Regions from separate parts of the Sus scrofa genome. Here region 2 is linked to region 1. The links are chromatin contacts, called in public Hi-C maps. All regions are on one chromosome and are shown on one strand. Each heading gives the region's core, a stretch centred on a gene start, on an enhancer-like site or on the middle of the called end of the contact. The rest is flanking DNA. Distances are from core to core; before and after follow the strand shown. Region 1 holds the start of TAGAP (T-cell activation RhoGTPase activating protein). Region 2 has its middle 50 kb from the start of TAGAP.

Region 1 (4,347 bases), core at 231-2,730:
CCTGCTCTCTGGGGAGCTGGAGCCTTCCTGCCGCTTAAGGGTTAATGTTCTGTGGTCTTTAAAAGAACATGTCAAAAAAAAAAATTCCTAGTAAAGCGCTGTGGTTTTGCAAACCAAGAACCTTTGTTGTTATCATTTACATAAAAGATCAGTATATTTTCAAAACTCACCGATTAGCTGGCAAATGCTATCTTCACTCTCACATGATGCCAACAGAGGATGTGCCTTGATATCACCCTAAAACATATTTATCTTAGTTAAAATAATGATTGAAGACATCTGCCCAGTCTTTCCACGCAAATCAACATCTTATTCATAACAAAAATTAGTCAATAGTCTAATTTTTTTCTAGCTTCTCGAATCCATATTAAAGTCTTGTTTGTCATCCTATAAGATCTCAATTAATATTAGTGCTTAATTCACTACACTTATTCTATTGATTTTCCATCCTGATAACTAAATAATACAAATGACATTCCATTAATACAAAGCTTTTCATCTTCCCACAGTGCAGATAAAAAGTTTTAAAAACTGCTTTCTTACCTCTGATTGGCATTCAATTAATGTCTCCATATTACTGGCATTTAGTGTTTTTGACTAAAAGAGAAAAACTTAAATTAGGGAAACATCTTTGACTCTTGCCTTGAAAAAACATGAATTAAGAAACGTAAGAAGGGCACATACAGCATGGCAGCTGCTGGTCAACTTCATTAGAGTTTGGGCTGACTGTCCAGTGATGAATTTTGCTCCCGTGTGGCCTTGGCTCTGTCTACGAGAAGTCATACAGGAAAGAGTTAGGAGGGTTACACAGAATGTGTTGGCCAATTTCAGCGGCACTCTGACAAAACACGAAGTTTGAAACTATCAGGTAGAAAAATTTTCCCAGATGTCTTATGTTATTTAAACACAGCATCTGAACACACTAATTTCTCAATGTTTTAAACCTGATACCTTCATCCTGCCAAACTTTGTTATTCATTTATTACATTCTCATCAGGAGATAACTGCATTACAGTTGTAATACCAACTGACATTTTTTTTTTTTTTCCTGGAGCGCTCACTCTGTGTCAGGGTGCTGTTTTAATTGCTCGGCACAGATTTTCTCGTCTCATCAGAAAAGGAAAAAACGTATTCCTAGGATGCTACTTAAACTAGACATAGAGCAAAGATTAACATGTACAGATTCCCTGTACCCCCAAAGGGCAGGCTGCCCATTAAAGCCAAGCTTTCTGAGTTTATTCTTTATAAAAGTATTTGTTGCATATTCCACGGTAGAGCCGGTAGAGCCGTTTTCTGTTAGATACAGTCTTACAGCTCAGGGACCCGCTAGGCAGCTTACGGTCTCGTCACGTTAATTTACGGTACTCACCCTCGGAGGGCCTCCAGCCAGAGTTCTTTCACCTCCCGTGAACTGAGGAAAATGGGAGAAACAGCATGACACTCTGCTCCTACTAATCCACTGTCAGAGAGGAGACGGAACGGCTCTAACTTCACGTGTTCTGCATTATAAGGCGAGGGGGCGGGCAGGTGGAAATTCAGAATCTTACTGAGACCGGAAAGAACATCACGGGCTGTCACCCAGACCCGGACCCGGCCAGCCAGACGCTGGAGAGCTCTCACTTCCTCATTCCTTTTAGGGCAGCCCTGGTCCTTTTTTTTTTTTTTTTGCTTCTTCCACTTCAAAGTAAAACATCTGCGAACTACCAGGGGTGGAAAAAATGACATATGGCCATAAAGTGAAGGGTCTGATCAATGTCATGGGTGGGATGTGTGAATAAGAAATTGTGTTATTCTGTACGTAAACATCGCTTTGTTTTCTGAAGTGGTAATTTCAGGTGCCCCCCCTGTTCCTCGTCTTCTATTTGGGCGCCGTCTCCCCTCCCACTCACCATCTCCCCTGCTCATTAGTCACCAGACATTGATAACCACCCTCTGGGTGTGGGATGTTGTCCCTTCAAGAAGCCCAGGACACCCGCTGCCTCTTTTGAAAAACAGCCACCGTCAAAAGCCAGGTCTGGAGTTCCCATCGTGGCTCAGTGGAAACGAATCTGACTAGCATCCATGAGGACACAGGTTCGATCGCTGGCCTCGCTCAGTGGGTTAAGGATCCCGTGTTGCTGTGGCTGTGGTGTAGGTCGAAGACGCAGCTCTAATTGGACCCCTAGGCTGGGAACCTCCATAAGCTGCAGGTGCAGCCCTAAAAAGACCAAAAAAAAAAAAAAAAAAGCCAGGTCTGCTTCCTCTGGAATGAGGAGCCGTCACCATGCGAACCTCTGCTTTCTCCAACCCCATCCTTAAGTCGTAGTCAGGTCAGCCCCAGTCCTGACACGGGCAGAAAAGCAAACACTCCTGTGGTCAGACCATTTGAAAGTAGGAAGGAGATGGTGAGTTTCACCTGCGGACACTCCTTCTGGATCAGAGCAAATCCTTGGTCTTTGCTATGGCCTGAGGCTGCAGGTGAAATGACTCAGACACAGCAGAACAGATACCTGGACTGGGACACATTCTCACAGTGGAGTCTCAGGAGAATGAACAGTCTGTAACTGCACTCAGTGACATGGTTGGGGCTCACAAACAAACAAACAAACAAACAAAAAAACCCCAAAAACAGAGTAAAAGAGGCCAGACCTAAGAGTGTATCTTGTACGCAAAGCCCCCAAAGACCAAGTTCACCTATACTCACCTACTAGAAGCCAGAAAATCATTTCCTGGGGGTGGGTAGTGACTCCAAGGGGTCAGAGAGGGGCTCTGTGATAGCCCATCTCTCCATGTGGGTGCGGTAAGTCTCGGGGGCTCATTTCTGTGTGTAGCTTATTCTTCAAGAAAGGCTTCCCAAACCCTTTTTATTCTTAGCACTTGTAATCTGGAGCCGTTTGCACTTTGACAGAGCTACGTCTTTACCCCGAAGAGGAGGTCTGGACAGGCAGACTCTGGGAAACTGAGGCGGGGAGCCGCTAGCCTGCTGCCTCAGCGGGTGACCTCAGGACGGATCTGGCGTTCAGGCTTCCAGTTGGAGGTGCCCGCCCTCGAAACTGCCAGGGTCCTCTGAAGATGGTACTAGTGCTCTTTCACCCTTCTCCCCTTACAAACCTCCAACGCGAACGCACTGATTTTTATTATTATTACAAAAAGGGCATTTATACTGTTCTAGCCTAGAGCCAGGCGTGTGCTAGGTACCCAATGGATAATTTCTGAATAAATACATTTATTTATGAAACAGTCACGGTAGAATATAACAATACATATTCTTTGCCAATATGTATGTGACGACGTTTTTCATGGAATACTTAAGTTTTCAGGTTCTTCTGAGAAACTTAATATTTGCACTGCTCTGAAAACTAAAGCATCCATCCTCACGGGCATAGTTCCCTCTTTTTAAAAATGAAGACTACATCTTTTCTAATCCTTAGGGTTTCTTATGTCATCCCCTACAGCACACGACACAATTCTACCAGTGATTTAAAAACCTTTTTTTTTTTTGCCATGGAGTTCTATATTCAAAGGAAGATGAGTCTAGAATCCTGACACATGAAATGAAAAAAAAATTTTTTTTTAAGTATGTTGATTCAAGGGGGAGAAGAGTGGGGAAATCACGGGCTGGTCCACCTCGCCTCTTCTCTTCACAAGCCTGAGCCAGGGGGCCCCTGAGGAAATTCAAAAACTCCTAGACTTGGTCTATAGCAGCAGCTCTTAAAGTGCGTTCAGGGATCCCTGGGGGCCCCCGGAGCCCTTTCAGGAGGGTTCACGAGGTCAAACTATTTAATAACAGTACTGAGGTGCTATCTGCCTTTTTTTTTAGGGCCGCACCTGCAGCATATGGAAGTTCCCAGGCTAGGGGTAGAATCGGAGCTGCACCACAGCCACAGCAAGGCGGGATAGTTAACCCACTGAGCGAGGCCAGGGATAGAACCCGCATCCTCATGGATACGAGTTGGATTTGTTACCACTGAGCCACAATGGGAACTCCCTATTTGCCTTTTTGACTCTATTCTCTCGAGAGAAGGTAGTGGAGTTTTCCGGAGGCCACACGATGCGGAATGTTTTCCTAGCTGCGGGAATGCAGGCTTGCGTTTTCTTGTGTTTTGCGTTTTTCTCAGTTTTAATTTCTCCTAAGATACATCCTGGCAGATATAAACTAGGTAAATTCAAGCACTCTAGAGGCGTAATTTTGTAATGAGTTCCTGAGACCCCAAAAGCTTGAGAACGGCTCATTAAGACTGCACCATTTACCTCTATCTTCACTCTATTTATAGCCACGGCCACTTGCCACGGAAATCACGGCCAAAATGCTTTGTCTGGCAGTCCCTCCGTCTGCACGGACACTGTGTATGAATCGCTCTGACAGGT
Region 2 (4,974 bases), core at 696-3,195, 49 kb after region 1:
CTATGACTAATAAAAGGAAGTAGCTAAGGTTTTTTTAGAATGCTGCTCTGCTGAGTGCTTTTCCACATTTTAATCTTGGTCTAGACACTGTTTTCTTTTCTTTTACCCTTCCTTTCATTGCTCTTCCCCTTAACCGCCTCCTCCCTCTTTTTTGCATTTCTTTGAGATCCCAGAGGACCGGAGGCTCACCGGGGCTTTTTAATTTTCCTACACAGAGACCCAGTCTGAGTGACGTCATGCAAAAAAAAAAAAAAAAAAGCACCTCGTGTTAACCATATTTCACAACAAAGGCGCCTCAGCGCTCTCACCCCAGGGGAAATTTTTTAAACGCACTGAAATAGGAAACCAGTGATGTAGCAAATACACGGTGAGTGGAAATAACGTTGCCCTCTGCCTTTCCATGTGCTGATCAGTTTCCAACGGAGGAGAGTGGGGCCGAGCCCGGCCGGATGGCGGCTTCTCACAGTGAAAGTGCTGGTTGCCCGCGATTGATGAGACCAGATCCGTTACCCAGAACCTGACCTGGGAAACGATCTGGTATACTGAGCGCCCCACTGCGTTCCGGGTCAGGGCTGGCCTGAGCAAGCTTGGGGAGCACGCTTGAAAGGTGGGAAGAAAGCGGTGAGTGTAGCGCGGCAGCGGAGTGAGCTTGCTCAAAGGTGCCGCTCACCCGAAGGGGCGGCTGCCTGGCTACTCTAGTCCTACCCTCTGACCTGAACTCCCTTCGTTGTGTCTCTAGGTTTGATAGAAGGAATGGAGCTTGATGAAGCATCTGGGGGTTCTCCGAATGACTGGTGACTTTCCCAAAGGAACAGAGGGCTTTAAGACTGATTTCAGCAGCAGGGAGCCTGAGCTTGAAAACTGCAGCGCCTTTTCCAGGGAGGGTCGGGGTGTACAGGCAGCAGAGCCCTGAGGCTTCTATTCCTCACAACCCCAGGTTACCTACTTTTGGTAACTGCTCTGAGTGAGGAGTTACCAAAAGGTAACTGCTTTTGGTAACTGCTCTGAGTGAGGAGTTACCAAAAGGTAACTGCTTTTGGTAACTGCTCTGAGTGAGGAGTTACCAAAAGGTAACTGCTTTTGGTAACTGCTCTGAGGAGTTAGGTAACTGTAACTGCTCTGAGTGAGGAGTTACCAAAAGGTAACTGCTTTTGGTAACTGCTCTGAGTGAGGAGTTACCAAAAGGTAACTGCTTTTGGTAACTGCTCTGAGTGAGGCATGGGCAAACCTCTCTCTCTAGTTTCACTGTTTCAGTGTTGTTTCTCCTGAAGTCTAAGTGTAAGCCCAGTCCCCAGACTCCAGGGTTCCAGGCAGCTCATCTCTGCTCCTTCCTGTTTTCTTGCTATTTATTTTCAAATTTGACTCCTACCTATGGCAGGAGTTATCCTCTTTCCACGGGGCTGGCATTTATTCAACACCTGCTAAGTGCCAGGTTAATCTCTTACTCTCATTCTTTTTCAAGCCTCAAAACAGGCCTACATAATTAGACCCATTTTACAGATGAGGAAACTGAAGCTCAGTGGTGTAACCTGCAGATCGCATAGTTGACAAGTACTGGGATGTAAGCTGGAATCAGGACTTTTCTTTCTCCACCACGTATCCAATTCCACCGCCAAAGTATTTCTCATTCACCCCCTTCCTTTTCATCTTAGCTGCCACTGCTGAAGTTCAAGGGCTGGTGGCACGTTGCTGGCATGACTCAATAGTTTCTCACGGTTTCCTTGCCTCAGATCTTAATTTCCCTGACTCTCTGAACCCCTCTATCTTCCATATAACTATCTGGGGAATTTTGTCAGTGTATAAGTTTGAACCACTTCCAGCCTTAGAATCCTGCAGTGCCTTTGAGAGTCTCAGGGCTCTGGGTGGTTGGCCCTGGCCTTTCTGCTGTTCTCTGAGACGCCCCCTCCACATTCACTCCAGGGACCACCTGTCGTCTGGATTGGGTGGCTCCTGCAAGCTTCTGTCATCTAATTCCCTGCTTGTCTGTCTTCTCTCTTGCAGTGCAGATTCATCTACACCTTCAGCATAGTGCCTGGATGTGGAAATTGCAGGATGAACAAATGAATGAATGAAGCAAAGATGGTGTTGACTACATGTGAACTGCTTTGCTTGGTTTGCTTTCCACTGAGGTCACTGGATTTATCTTACCCTTTACTGGCTTCTCACCCATAGCCAGCTTGTAGCAAGGGGTGGGCGGTGGGGAGCTGTGGAGTGATGGGAGAAGGCAGCAGGGGGTGGGACCACAGAGAAGCCAGAATCCATCGTGGGCTTGGCTCTCAGCAGACACATGTGGGTGCAGAAAACCACACTAAGCACGGTTCCAGCGCACTCTGGCCAGGATCCTTGCAGGCAGCCTCTCCCCCCATCCTCTCCAAGGCCAGCGCACTCTTTTATAATAAAAACATCTTTATTTAACACCTACATGTGCCAGCCAGGGTTCTAGGAGAACCTGATCCACCAAAGCAAAAATGTCTTAACTCTCACCTGTAATTATATCAAGGGTCCTTCTCTTCCCCCCCCAAAAAATTGTATAATAAACATATAAAATAGGTGTATTTATGATATCCTATAGGAAATGACGATTACTATTTATTCTTTCTCTACTGGGGGTCTGGCTTTTTTTAATATTGAAATATTGTTTGGGGGTAATAGTAAAATGCCCCCCCTTTTTTCTGTAATATTCTCATTTGCTCTCTAATATTTTCTCTAAAATTAACCCATGGCTTTCAGAGGGTTTAGCATTCCGAGTACTTTCACCTGCATTGCCTCACTTGATTTAAATTCTCATCTGCCTCGTGAATCGGGCCAGAATCCTCGAGCTGTATTTACAGATGGGTCTGGGACGTGAGGAACAGAAGAGATTCACGTCGACCAGAAGGAGAGAAAACCAGACTTCAGACTCTAGCCTATGTGAGCTTTGGCCTTTTCGGCTTTGCTTATTTGGGGGATCTCCTCCTAGACTAATCATCCAGAGAGCCTCCCTGAAGACGGTGGCCGGAGTGTTCAGCCGTCCACACTGTAAGCCCGGGGGTCGGCTGTGGGCTCAGCGCAAACACCCACCGAGGGCAGCCTGGCGCCGCCGCACATGCGCACATGGGGCAGGAAGCAGGCATGCGCTCTGCAGGTCAGCTGGTCCAGGGCCTCCCGCTGCAGCTTCGCGGCATCGCTCTGCCACGACAGCGGGCTCCAGCTGCCAGGTCTCATCACCCTAACACTTTTCTTGGGGTGAGTGTGTAAAGAGACTTGGGTGGCCCTGCAGAGGCAGAAGCAGGATGGCTAGCCCAGGTGAACCTCTGCTGTAGCTGTGGGTCCCTGTGGTCTTAGCTGGCTTCCAAGCGCGTTGTCCAGGAGGATTTCCTATTATGCGGGAGGATTTCCTAAGCCGTCGTTGGAGGGTGGCTTCATGGGGGGAGGGGGACGCCATTAAAAAAAAATCAGGTTCTCAAAGGGCTTCCTGTCTCCTGATTGTTTAAGTGTCGCTGTTCTATCGGAATTTTATAAGCAGGTACATGACCACTACCTCCAGCACACAGGGCTCCCGGGTTGTGTGATTATACATTGTGTTCATGAAATCAGATGGCGTCTCCGGCTGCCCTGTGGGACGTGCCATCCTGTATGGGCAGTGGCCCCAGCCAGCCTGGCCAACTCCCACTTGTCTATCAGAATCCAGGTCACTTCCACCCTCAAGGAGCTCCAATTCTCCAGGGGCGCAGGTGGTCACTTCCTCTCCCAGCGCCTTGCTCTGGCTCTAACAGCTCTCTTGATGTCCTGTGGTTACTTGTCACCTGTCACTACTTGTCGCTATGCGGGGAACACCAAGAGAGCAGGTCCTTAGTTGTACCCGTCTTTGCATCCCTAGCATCCAGCTGTGTGTCAGGCACACAGAAGGTGCTCAGTAGATCTCTGTTTGACAGCCTGGAAGTTAGACTGTTAAGAGCAGATAGGAAACCAATTCTGAGCTCAATCAGGTCAAAAGATGCGGTTAGCGTGATTCACACAGAACTCTTCAAATGTCATATGAAAAGTGTCACTTACATTTGAATGGTTTGGTCACCCTGACTAATAGGACAGCTGTTTCAGCCACTATTGAGCACCTACTGTATGCAAAACACTCTGCTGCATTCCCCTCTGAGAGGATGTGTAAATTCTGTTTGATTCGGCCAAGCGCAGACGAAGTTTGAGGTCTGGCGCTTCGGCCCCCACAGCCAGACCACCCAGCGAGCTCGTGCCTAGATGCTCACCTCAGTACCGGCATCTTTTAAACATCTGGTCACAGGACCAACTGGCAAGACAACCAGGGTTCTGTCATATGTCACTGGAAAGAGGGCAAGTGGATTGAATGAGCCAGTTTGTTGAAAGCACTGGCTAAACCAGGCACAAACACGGAGGCAAAGGTGTGAGATCGATCTGCGTAGCCGGCAGTCACACACACTGTGCTGTCATTTACCGTCGGGAATATTGTTAACCACGCAGCGGTTTTACTCAGGACCGACCATCAGGTGAGACTCTACTACAGACAGGATTTTCACTCCTGATTTTTCTCATCCTTCCCTGCTGTGGTGATTAGCTTGTGACAGATCAGTGTCCTGTTTTATTTTGGAAACCTTCATCCGAAGTTTTAACCACTAAAGATGATGGTCAAAATCATGGCATGTGGATTCAGGTATTTGGCTCCCTGGTAGCACATTTTAACCGCTTTTTAATAATGATTTTTATTTTGTCCATTATTGCTGATTTACAGTGTTCTGTCAATTTTCTGCTACACAGGAAGGTGACCCAGTCACACCTACATGTATACAATCTTCTTTCTCCCGTTATCATGCTCCGTCACAAGTGACCAGACGTAGTTCCCTGTGCTATTACAGCAGGATCCCATTGCTTATCCACTCCAAAGGCCATAGTGTGCATCTATTAACCCCCGATTCCCTCCTCCTCCCTCTGGGCAGCCACAAGTCTGTTCTCCATGTCCACTTC

The links. A called contact is a pair of places that touch in the nucleus more often than the background predicts.
Region 2: a contact with region 1 is called in a Hi-C map of omental adipose tissue, with 1.8 times the contacts expected there. The contact joins the enhancer-like site here to the promoter of TAGAP in region 1. A contact is called at or near these places in 1 of 5 promoter capture datasets (liver), 19 of 47 Hi-C or Micro-C datasets (alveolar macrophages, blood, embryonic fibroblasts and 10 more) and 2 of 2 datasets of contacts at active chromatin or transcription factors (alveolar macrophages and skeletal muscle).

What each region holds. Positions count from the first base shown.
Region 1 is chr1:8,206,431-8,210,777 of Sscrofa11.1, reverse strand. TAGAP (T-cell activation RhoGTPase activating protein) reads right to left here and starts at 1,480. Exons shown (of 10, transcript NM_001243543.1): 1 at 1,370-1,480; 2 at 685-769; 3 at 544-597; 4 at 171-237. The coding sequence starts at 711.
Region 2 is chr1:8,156,807-8,161,780 of Sscrofa11.1, reverse strand. No RefSeq gene overlaps it. Among named protein-coding and RNA genes, the nearest start is that of TAGAP, 50 kb to the left of the region's middle. Within about 2 kb of position 1,945, at least 2 of the 83 cell types and tissues checked have an H3K27ac peak or open chromatin away from gene starts, as enhancers often do. A contact at or near this core is called in omental adipose tissue, where this site is marked.